3 separate regions of the Sus scrofa genome follow, and regions 1 and 3 are each linked to region 2. The links are chromatin contacts, called in public Hi-C and HiChIP or PLAC-seq maps. All regions are on one chromosome and are shown on one strand. Each heading gives the region's core, a stretch centred on a gene start, on an enhancer-like site or on the middle of the called end of the contact. The rest is flanking DNA. Distances are from core to core; before and after follow the strand shown.

Region 1 (2,819 bases), core at 179-2,678, 230 kb before region 2:
TTTCCCCCCACAACATCCTACACCAGAGATGGCTACATTTCAAGAACGGTGGAAAAGGAGCAGCCTCCTGTTTGTGACATCAGTTTGCAAAGCAATTTAGCGACTGTCCACAAGGTGAAGGGTCTGAAGAAATTTGGAATTTCTGTCCCACTATGAGAAGATTGGACAAATACCCTACTGCTCTAATTACGTCCCTTAGGCGTAATACATCCTCTGGGAGCCTGTATGCCCAGCCTCCCAAATAGCATAATTGTTTGGGGTACCCAAAACTACAGTATGGACGACAGGAAGCCAAAGACAGCAGCAAAAAAATATATTTCGAGAGCCTGGGCGGTGAGAAAGAAGGAAGGGTAATAAGAGGAGCTGACAAAGAGGCTGGAAACGGAGAGGGGACGCAAGCCCACGCGCGGAGGATGGGAGGCTCACCTCGTTCAGCGCCACATCGGGAGCTCACGGGGCCAATCGCCTCCTTACCTCCCACCCGGAACAAATTAATCCTCCGCACTCCAAACTGAGGGCCACATGGGGGAGTTTGGGGCAGCTCCACCCCAACGCCCTCCCTCCCCCATCCCCCCCCCCCGCCACCCCCAAACCAGGCCGGATCCGGATCAGAGGAGGCCCGCAGAGGGTTGGAAAGGGAGGAGGCCTTCTCGTTTTCTCCACAGGCACCGACCAGGGTAGAGAGAGGCCCCTACCTCAGGCAAGGCCCAGGCCTCGCTCGCTCGCGCTCTTTCTCGCTCTCCCCCTCTCAGGCTCTAGCCGCATGGCCCCCCCTCCAGCTGCCCCAAGCCCCGCCCCGGCCACGCTCCCAAATCGAGGCCCCGGCTCTGGCGCGGCCCAGTAGGCCGCGAACCCAACCATAAACAAAACCTCCAGCGGCCGACTCGAGGGGTGGGGGGGCGCCAGGACTCGCACGACTAGGTGGGGGGGGTGTACAGTGGGGAACACACGGTGCGGGGGGGGGCCTACCGAGGGAGGGGGATACGGCGGGGATAGGGAAGAAAAGAGGGAGGGTAAAAGGGGGATCGCGGATTTAAAGGGGCCGCGGACAATACCCGGCCCCGCCGCGCTGCCGCTGCCGCCGCCGCCGCCGCCAACGCCGCTGCGCTCCCAACTTTACCTCAGTCTCCTCCACACTGACACCCCGGGCCGCGCCGCCCCTGTCACGTGATATAAGGTTCCCTCCTCCCCACCCCCCTCCCTCCTTTTCCCTCTCGCGCTCGCTCTCGCGCCTTCCCCCTCCCACTTGCCTTCCTGCGTCCCCCAGCACGTGACGCGAAAAGGGACGCGCACGCAAGCGTGCGCGTGCCGCCCCGCCACGAGACACCTCACTCCGGCTCGGCGCGTCCGCCCCGCCTCCTCCGCTGCGGCCCCGCCTCTACCACGTGACGCACGGATGGCCTCGGCTTCCTCTTACTGGCTTAGTTCCGCGTCTCCGCACCCGCGGGTCCCGGTTGCCATTGCGTGCCTGAGTCACGTGTTGGGGGGAAGCGGGAAGGCGTCGTTCTTCTTTCCTAGCCCCCCCAACCGCCATGTTTTCAGGCCCGGTCAGCTTTGGTCTTTCCCCGTAAGGAAATGGCCGGGGCGCTTCAGGGAACCCAAGCGCTGTTGCCTCGGCGGAGCCCGGGCTGACGAGGCAGTGCAGCGGGGTAAACCGGAGCAGTTCTGCGCAGGGTGGGGAGGCCATGGCGTCTGGCAGTAATTGGCTGTCCGGCGTGAATGTCGTGCTGGTGATGGCCTACGGGAGCCTGGTGAGGAGATTTCCCCCACCCGTCCCTGCTGTCGCGTCTGACCCAGTAAAGGCCCTCCTCTTGAGCAGCGCCCTGTCTTCATTCTCCACCCACTCACCTGCGCTTTTTTCTGGGCTTTGACTCCTATCCCAGGAGTACCTGGGAGCAGAAGTCACCGACTCGGACCGCCCCGCCTCTAGCCGAGAACCCTCCCTCTAAACCCTAGGATGCAGACCCTCACGCCTCTCCGCTGCAGGCTTCCCTGTATCCACCCCGTCGCTGATGGCCTTGCTTTGCCCCAACTTTTTTACCCAAAGCATCCTCGAGAACCCGAATTGGGGGATTTGAAACGAAGGCATTTTTTTTGGAACGATTTAATTAAAGATTCTTTACTTTTTTCATTTTTTGGACAGGTGTTTGTACTGCTATTTATTTTTGTGAAGAGGCAAATCATGCGCTTTGCAATGAAATCCCGAAGGGGCCCTCATGTCCCTGTGGGACACAATGCTCCCAAGGTAGGTCCTTAAGGTACGAGATAGGCCGCCTGATTCTTCTGATTTATTACGGCCCAGAATAAGATTTACTTTGCCTTTAGAACTGACTTAATTCCCACGTTTTCTCGTTTAGTTACCCATGCGCTGACTTTAGTATATTGAGCAATAAAAGTCATCTTGGGTCTTGGCATACCTGTTCACTGTTATGGCACAGCATGCAGCTTATCCAGGAGCTTAAGTTTTTGCATATGCACAACGGAGGACTTGGATTAAGATTCCCAAAACATTGTGGTATATTTCCCAGTTAAACTTAGGCTACTTTGTGCTATTTGGGCGGTTTTTTTCTAATTTTGTCTTAGGATGGGATTAGGGTGGTTAAACTTAACCCCAGATCAGTGAGAATGGTTGCCTTTGCACAACTTTAGATTTATAAAGGCCCTGTAAGTCATCTAGTTCCGTCATTCATGTTACAAATTGAAACTTAAGAAAAGGAAGCTACTTACCTGAGTGTATACAGGAAGTGAGCAACTAAGTTATTAGGTAATTGCCTTCCTTTCCTTGGCTTTAAATATCTACTGACGAAATTTTATCTCTA
Region 2 (2,873 bases), core at 227-2,726:
CGTGCTCTGTCCCAGTAGGTACGGTGCCCACACCTACTTGGGGCCCCGTGCTCACTTCTGCTCACTTCTGTCGCTCTGCTTGTGCCCATCTCCCTCTGTCTCTGCTTTTGTTCCTGTGGTGGCGGGGGATGGGGTAGGGGTGTGTGTGAAGATCTCTGGGCCGGGGGATGTGTCAGCCGGGCTAGGCACAGGCAGGCAGGGGCACCCTCTTCTGAAGGCCTCCTCCTCAAGGCCTGTCTGTGTGTCCGTAGCTGGAGCCGTTCAGCATGGACAACCCATCCACCAGCCTGGCGCTGGATGCCTCTGGCTTTTCCGAAGGGCCTGGATTTTTAGGGGGTGAGGGGCCAGTGAGTGGCCCCCAGGAGCCCCACACCCTCAACCACCAGAACTTAACCCACTGTTCCCGCCATGGCTCAGGGCCCAACATCATCCTCACGGGTAAGAAATGTGGCTGGTAACAGGGGATGGAAGGAGGGCGTGACACATTGGGTGGCGCGGCAGGAGGCCAAGGGGACCTTGGAGGCGTTGACAGGGTGTGGGGTCCTCACCTGTCTGTTCTGCCCACACAGGAGAATCCTCCCCAGGTTTCTCTAAGGAGATTGCGGCAGCCTTGGCTGGAGTGCCTGGCTTCGAGGTGTCCACGGCTGGGCTGGAGCTGGGCCTGGGGCTGGAGGAGGAGCTGCGCATGGAGCCACTGGGCCTGGAGGGGCTCAACATGCTGAGCGACCCCTGTGCCCTGCTGCCCGACCCTGCTGTGGAGGACTCGTTCCGCAGTGACCGGCTGCAGTGAGGGCACCTGATCGCCATCCCTCTCCTCGGCCCTGTCCCCCGCCGTCACTGTCCCTTTTCTCCCTTCCCCCTGGCCAGTAGAGACTCCACTCTCTGCCCCCAGATCCTCTTTCTAACGTGAACGAGGGATCCTAAGAATGAGAAGAAGCAAGGGGTGTGTCCAGGTGGCCCCTAAATTCTGCACAAAGGGTGGGCCTAGGGGAGCTCAAGGGAGGGCCTGAAGCACTTGTAACTTTGAACCGTCTGTCTGGAGGTCAGAGCCTGTTGGAAAGCAGGGGGGTAGAGGGGAGCCCCGGAGGCAGGGCTTGTCCGGATGCCTAGGGGTGGGCAGTGCCAGCCCCTCCTCGCCACTCTTCCCCTTGCAATGGAGGAAAGAGCCAGAGTGGATATTATTTTTTATTAAATATATTATATGTTAATAAAAAAATCATATCAAACCCATGGTGTGGTTGGCTACTGTTTGGGATGCAACGGGGATCTAGGAGGTTCTTGGGGTGCAGGCCCTTTTGTCGGTTACGCGGTTTTGCATCTTGTCAATGCCATGTGGTTGGTGGAAGGTGCCCCCCAGCCTCAGAATTTGTACGCAGCATTGGATATGGAGGTCCAGGCTGGGTGTAGGCTCCTGTGGTAGGACGGATGTATGCCCTCTCATGTGACCAGGACCTTGCTGCAGCGGCATCAGAGGACAAGGACTCTGGCCAGACAAGCTACTGCTCTTCCTCAACCGTGAGGCCTGGCAGTGAGTTGGGAGGTGAGGAGGTGACTGCTGGCTGAGCTCTGGGTTCTGAACGTTTCTGGTACAATGACCCCAGCTTTCCCAGGAGGGTAGCTGGTCTCACTGCTAAGGCCCCCAAGGAGAGAGTATTTAAAAACTACCTGCACCAGGTAGGTCTCAGGTCGGCTCCCTCTTCTTTATGGTCCTTTAAGCCTAGAGGACCTGGAAGTTAGGTGTGGTACCAGCCTGTCTCGGACCCCATGCCTCTAGGTCTCAGGGAAGCCCATAAATCCCATTCCTGCCCCTTCACTAGGCACGAATTCACTCCGTGCTCTCCACTCTTCTCATTCATTCGCTGAGGCTTGCGTGCCAACTTTGTTTTGAGGACGTTGCCTTTTTCTGGCTTGGGTTGGAATCCTTCCCATCTGAGCTTCTGCTCTCCTCTCTTCCCCACACAGCAGTCAGGAGAGTAGGGCCCCTCCTTCGTTGCCCCCATCTCTGCTGCTTTTCCACACCCTGGCTTCTTCTCTTCCCCTTTCCAAAACTTGTCGTTTTCAGAAAAGAGAACTGAGAGATTCTGGCTTAGCCTGGAAGGGAATGTAGGAGGGACTGAACCTGGAAGTAGGGGGAGCCACCTGGGTCTCCAGAAACCAGGCTTTCAGGGCCTTCACCCAGGCAGGCAGACCTCATCTGACTAGGACCAAGGGCGGGACGGGAGCGCGCCCTGGACTTCAAGGGCCGCCTGGGGTCAGTGTCCTGCGGCTATGGCTGGCTGGTGGCAAGTCGCCTGCGTGCAAGGGGCCCTCCCAGCCGCCAGGGGTCGCGCTGCAGGCGGCCGGGCGCTGGGCAGGCGCTGCCAGGGTCACGGCCGCCGACCGGGGAGGGGGGTGGGGGGAGCGGCAGCGCCCGCAGCCCGGGAGGGGGGTGGGGGGAGCGGAGAAAGCGGGGCGCGCGGAGGAGCACCCGGCCCCCAGTGCAGCGGGAGCCGGGAGGACCGGGCAGCGCGAGCGAGCGGCGCGGCAGCACAGTCCCCGCGTGGCGCAGCTCGGCGGGGACGCTGGGAGCGCCCGGATCTCCCTCCACAGCGCCCCGCGCCCCGCCGCCCTCAGCCGCCTCTTCTTCCTTCACTCGCCGCTCCAGCGGGAGCGGCGCCCGAGTCGGGTGCGCCATGTCCGGGGCCGGGTAGCCCCGCCGCCCGCCGGCCCGCCAGCCCGCCCTCCGAGCCACCCGCCTGCGGGCCGGCCGGCCGGGGAGTCGCGGGGCAGGCAGGTAGGGGCTTGGCCGGGCGGGGCAGCGGGCGGGGAAGGAAGGGAGGGAGCGCCGGCCGGGCGGGGGCTCTCCCCCAGCTGTTCTTCGGCGCTGCACATCT
Region 3 (3,056 bases), core at 370-2,869, 170 kb before region 2:
AGACCAGATCCTCTACCCTGTTCCCAATGGCTCATAGAATGGATCATGTGCCCCTTATGTTGAGGTGACCACTTATTATTTGCTCCCCTGCCTCCTAGAAAGAAAGAAAATTATGTTTTGCCACTGATTTAGCCATATGAAACTCATCTCATCACCCTTTTCTGGGTCTGAAGCTGCTGTCTCTAAAAGTGCCATCTCATTGTGCTTTGTGTCAGTTAGTGCTGGAGAAATCTTGAATAGCTTATGTACAAAACTGTTTTTAAATTTTATATTATTTTGAAACTTTGCTTCTTTGGGGTTGGGGCACACTGGTCACCCCATCTGGCTGTCAGTTCTGTGCAGTCGGCTGGCAGTGTGCTGATCATTTAAAGTTTCTTTCCCTACACAGTTCTGCCCTCCTCCCCCCACGTTTGGTGAGGTTTCAGTGAGGTCTGTTAGGTGTGCATCCTGCAGCTTAATTGGCTTAAAATGTACTCTTTTTTGTGGTCTCTTTGGGGGCCGATTAGGAGAAAGAAAAACCAATAATGTAACTGTTTTGATACTGAAAATTGATGTGTCTTTTTGAAATAAAGAACCAGTCCCTCCAACCCTCAGAACTACTTGCTTTTATTTCCTAATCCAGATGTTTTTCCTCCACAGGAACTACAAAGTTCGGGTAAAAATCAGGTCTTTGTGGGTGGTAGCAACAGGATTTGATGTAGAGCACACACTCTGGAAGCTGACCAAAAATGGGGTCAAAACTGAGCTTTCAGATCCCTAGTTGTACTGATAAAAATCATTTAGTTTCATTATCTGTAAAATAAAGATAATATATATTGTTAGCATAAATGTGAAGGTTAGAATTAATGTTTATATGCCAGACCTTTTATAGGTTACTTAATTTAACACTGGCATCTTCCTTTATAGTTGTATTCTTCTAAACCGTAGATTCATTAGACATTGCACCCTAAGACCTCTTCACCAATATATGACACAGATTACATACTACTATATATATGTGTGGTTTTAGTAAACTGTCCTGAGACAGCCTTTGAACTGATACTCTTGGATATTTGGAGAAAACAAGTTAATTTAACAAGAAGAGCTCTCAGAGTGTTTGCTTACAGACAGGCTGTGTGAGAGGATAGTTTTCAAAGCTGCCTTTGAGTTGCCAGTGCCTGGCATTTCCTGCACGCTGGCCTTGAGGCTGGACATGAATCTGACTTCCTAGTAGAAATGATACAGCTTCCTTGACAAAGTCCAGCTGTTTATACTAGAGACTAGAAATTTTTTCCATTTATATGCAGGGACAAATGTTCTGGAAATGACTGCAAAGAAAATCGGGCGGGGTGGGGCGCGGGGGACAAAAGGTTGCTCTAGGATCCACACAGCAAGCAACAGAAGGAGGAATATATTTGGAGAGTTTTGTGTTTTTATTCCTTTTAGACATTTCTGCTTGTTCTTTTTTTTTTTTAATTTTTTTTTTTGTCTTTTTGCCATTTTCTTGGGCCGCTCCCACGGCATATGGAGGTTCCCAGGCTAGGGGTCCAATTGGAGCTGTAGCTGCCAGCCTACACCACAGCCACAGCAACGCGCGATCCGAGCTGCGTCTGCAACCTACACCACAGCTCACGGCAACGCTGGATCGTTAACCCACTGAGCAAGGGCAGGGACCGAACCCGCAACCTCCTGGTTCCTAGTCGGATTCGTTAACCACTGCGCCACGACGGGAACTCCTGCTTGTTCTTTACTATGAAAGATTTGCCACCTAACATGTAAGAAAGTAGCCCTTTTAAGTGGGTGGCCTGCTTGGTGCCTTAAACTTTGCAAAACGTTGGTTTACTGGAAAGCGTCTGAAAAACAGTTCCATGATTCTGAGCAGCAGGAGGGCCCGCCTCCTGATGACGTCACGCCTGCGGATTGGCTGATGTTGGAGCTGAGGGCGCAGCTGGGGTTGAGCGGGAACCGAGGGTTGGCAGTCGCCATGACGGGTTCGCCAGCGCCGCGAGGCTCTGCGTTGCTCTGCTTGCCTCTACAGCGCTACCTGTTGCTGTTTCTCTTTTTGCATGGAACCCTGGCCAACAAACTTAACGTGCCTCAGGTGTTGCTACCCTTCAGCCGGGAGCCGGGCCGGGTGCCTTTCCTACTGGAGGCACAGCGGGGCTGCTATACTTGGTGAGGGGTCGGGGGATCCCAAGGATGGGAGAGGTTCAGTCAACGGAAGACATTCAGGAACGTTGCGGCCGCTCGGCCTGAAGGGCTTTTATCTGTAGGGGTGGGGGTGGGGTGTCCGTGGGGGCGGAGTGGCCAGCCCTTCCTGCTGTGGCCTGTCTTCCTTGTGTGGGCTATTTTCTGCTTATGTGTGGGTCCTTGTGGGGAGGGGAAGTCACTGTGTGGACAGCTCTCAGGGCACGAGGAAGGCTTGTGTTGGAGGTTTCAGGCATTGATGGTTACCCGATGTGGAGAACTTCCTCAGAGTTCCCCTCGTGGCTCAGCGGAAACAAATCTGACTAGCATCCGTGAGGACGGAGGTTAGATCCCTGGCCTTGCTCAGTGGGTTAAGGATCCGCCCTTGCCAGGGAGCTGTGGTGTAGGCCGGCAGCTCCAGCTCTGATTTGACCTCTAGCCTGGGAACCTCTGCTGCCCTGAAAAGATTAAAACAGAGTGAGAGGGATTTCCAAGGTCTGAGGAGATTTATTGAGGTGAGGAGCTAGAGAAGCTTAGAGAGGCCTAGGGTGTGAGAGTACTCCACAAAACTAAATGAGGTGGAGTTCTCAATGTAAAAACACAACTAATTGGAATTCCTGTTGTGGCTCAGCAGTAATGGATCCGACTAGTATCCATGAGGACTGGGATTCGATCCCTGGCCTCGCTCAGTGCGTTAAGGATCTGGTGTTGCTCTGTGGTGGTGTAGGTTGCAGATGCAGCTCGGATCTGGGTCTGACGTTATTGTGGCAGTGATGTAGGCCGGTAGCTGTAGCTCAGATTTGACCCCTCTTCTGGGAACTTCCATATGCCATTGGTGTGGCCCTAAAAAGCAAACAAACAAAAACCACAACTAAGTATGGCACAATTTA

What was found. A called contact is a pair of places that touch in the nucleus more often than the background predicts. HiChIP or PLAC-seq counts read pairs in DNA pulled down with a chosen protein or histone mark.
Region 1: a contact with region 2 is called in an H3K27ac HiChIP or PLAC-seq map of alveolar macrophages. The contact joins the promoter of C4H1orf43 here to the promoter of DENND4B in region 2. A contact is called at or near these places in 1 of 5 promoter capture datasets (liver) and 1 of 2 datasets of contacts at active chromatin or transcription factors (alveolar macrophages).
Region 3: a contact with region 2 is called in a Hi-C map of epiblast stem cells, with 2.7 times the contacts expected there. The contact joins the promoter of NUP210L here to the promoter of DENND4B in region 2. A contact is called at or near these places in 2 of 47 Hi-C or Micro-C datasets (embryonic fibroblasts and epiblast stem cells) and 1 of 2 datasets of contacts at active chromatin or transcription factors (alveolar macrophages).

What each region holds. Positions count from the first base shown.
Region 1 is chr4:95,518,575-95,521,393 of Sscrofa11.1, forward strand. C4H1orf43 (chromosome 1 open reading frame 43 homologg) reads left to right here and starts at 1,429. Exons shown (of 7, transcript NM_001204390.1): 1 at 1,429-1,751; 2 at 2,144-2,245. The coding sequence starts at 1,686. It overlaps UBAP2L (ubiquitin-associated protein 2-like), which reads right to left and starts at 1,158. Exons shown (of 27, transcript XM_021089781.1): 1 at 1,056-1,158.
Region 2 is chr4:95,744,402-95,747,274 of Sscrofa11.1, forward strand. It overlaps DENND4B (DENN domain-containing protein 4B), which reads left to right and starts at 1,477. Exons shown (of 28, transcript XM_013997083.2): 1 at 1,477-2,251. CRTC2 (CREB-regulated transcription coactivator 2) reads left to right here. Exons shown (of 13, transcript XM_021089801.1): 12 at 252-438; 13 at 570-1,229. The coding sequence ends at 790.
Region 3 is chr4:95,572,355-95,575,410 of Sscrofa11.1, forward strand. It overlaps NUP210L (nuclear pore membrane glycoprotein 210-like), which reads left to right and starts at 1,620. Exons shown (of 40, transcript XM_021089795.1): 1 at 1,620-2,154. The coding sequence starts at 1,907. It also overlaps a transcript of TPM3 not described here.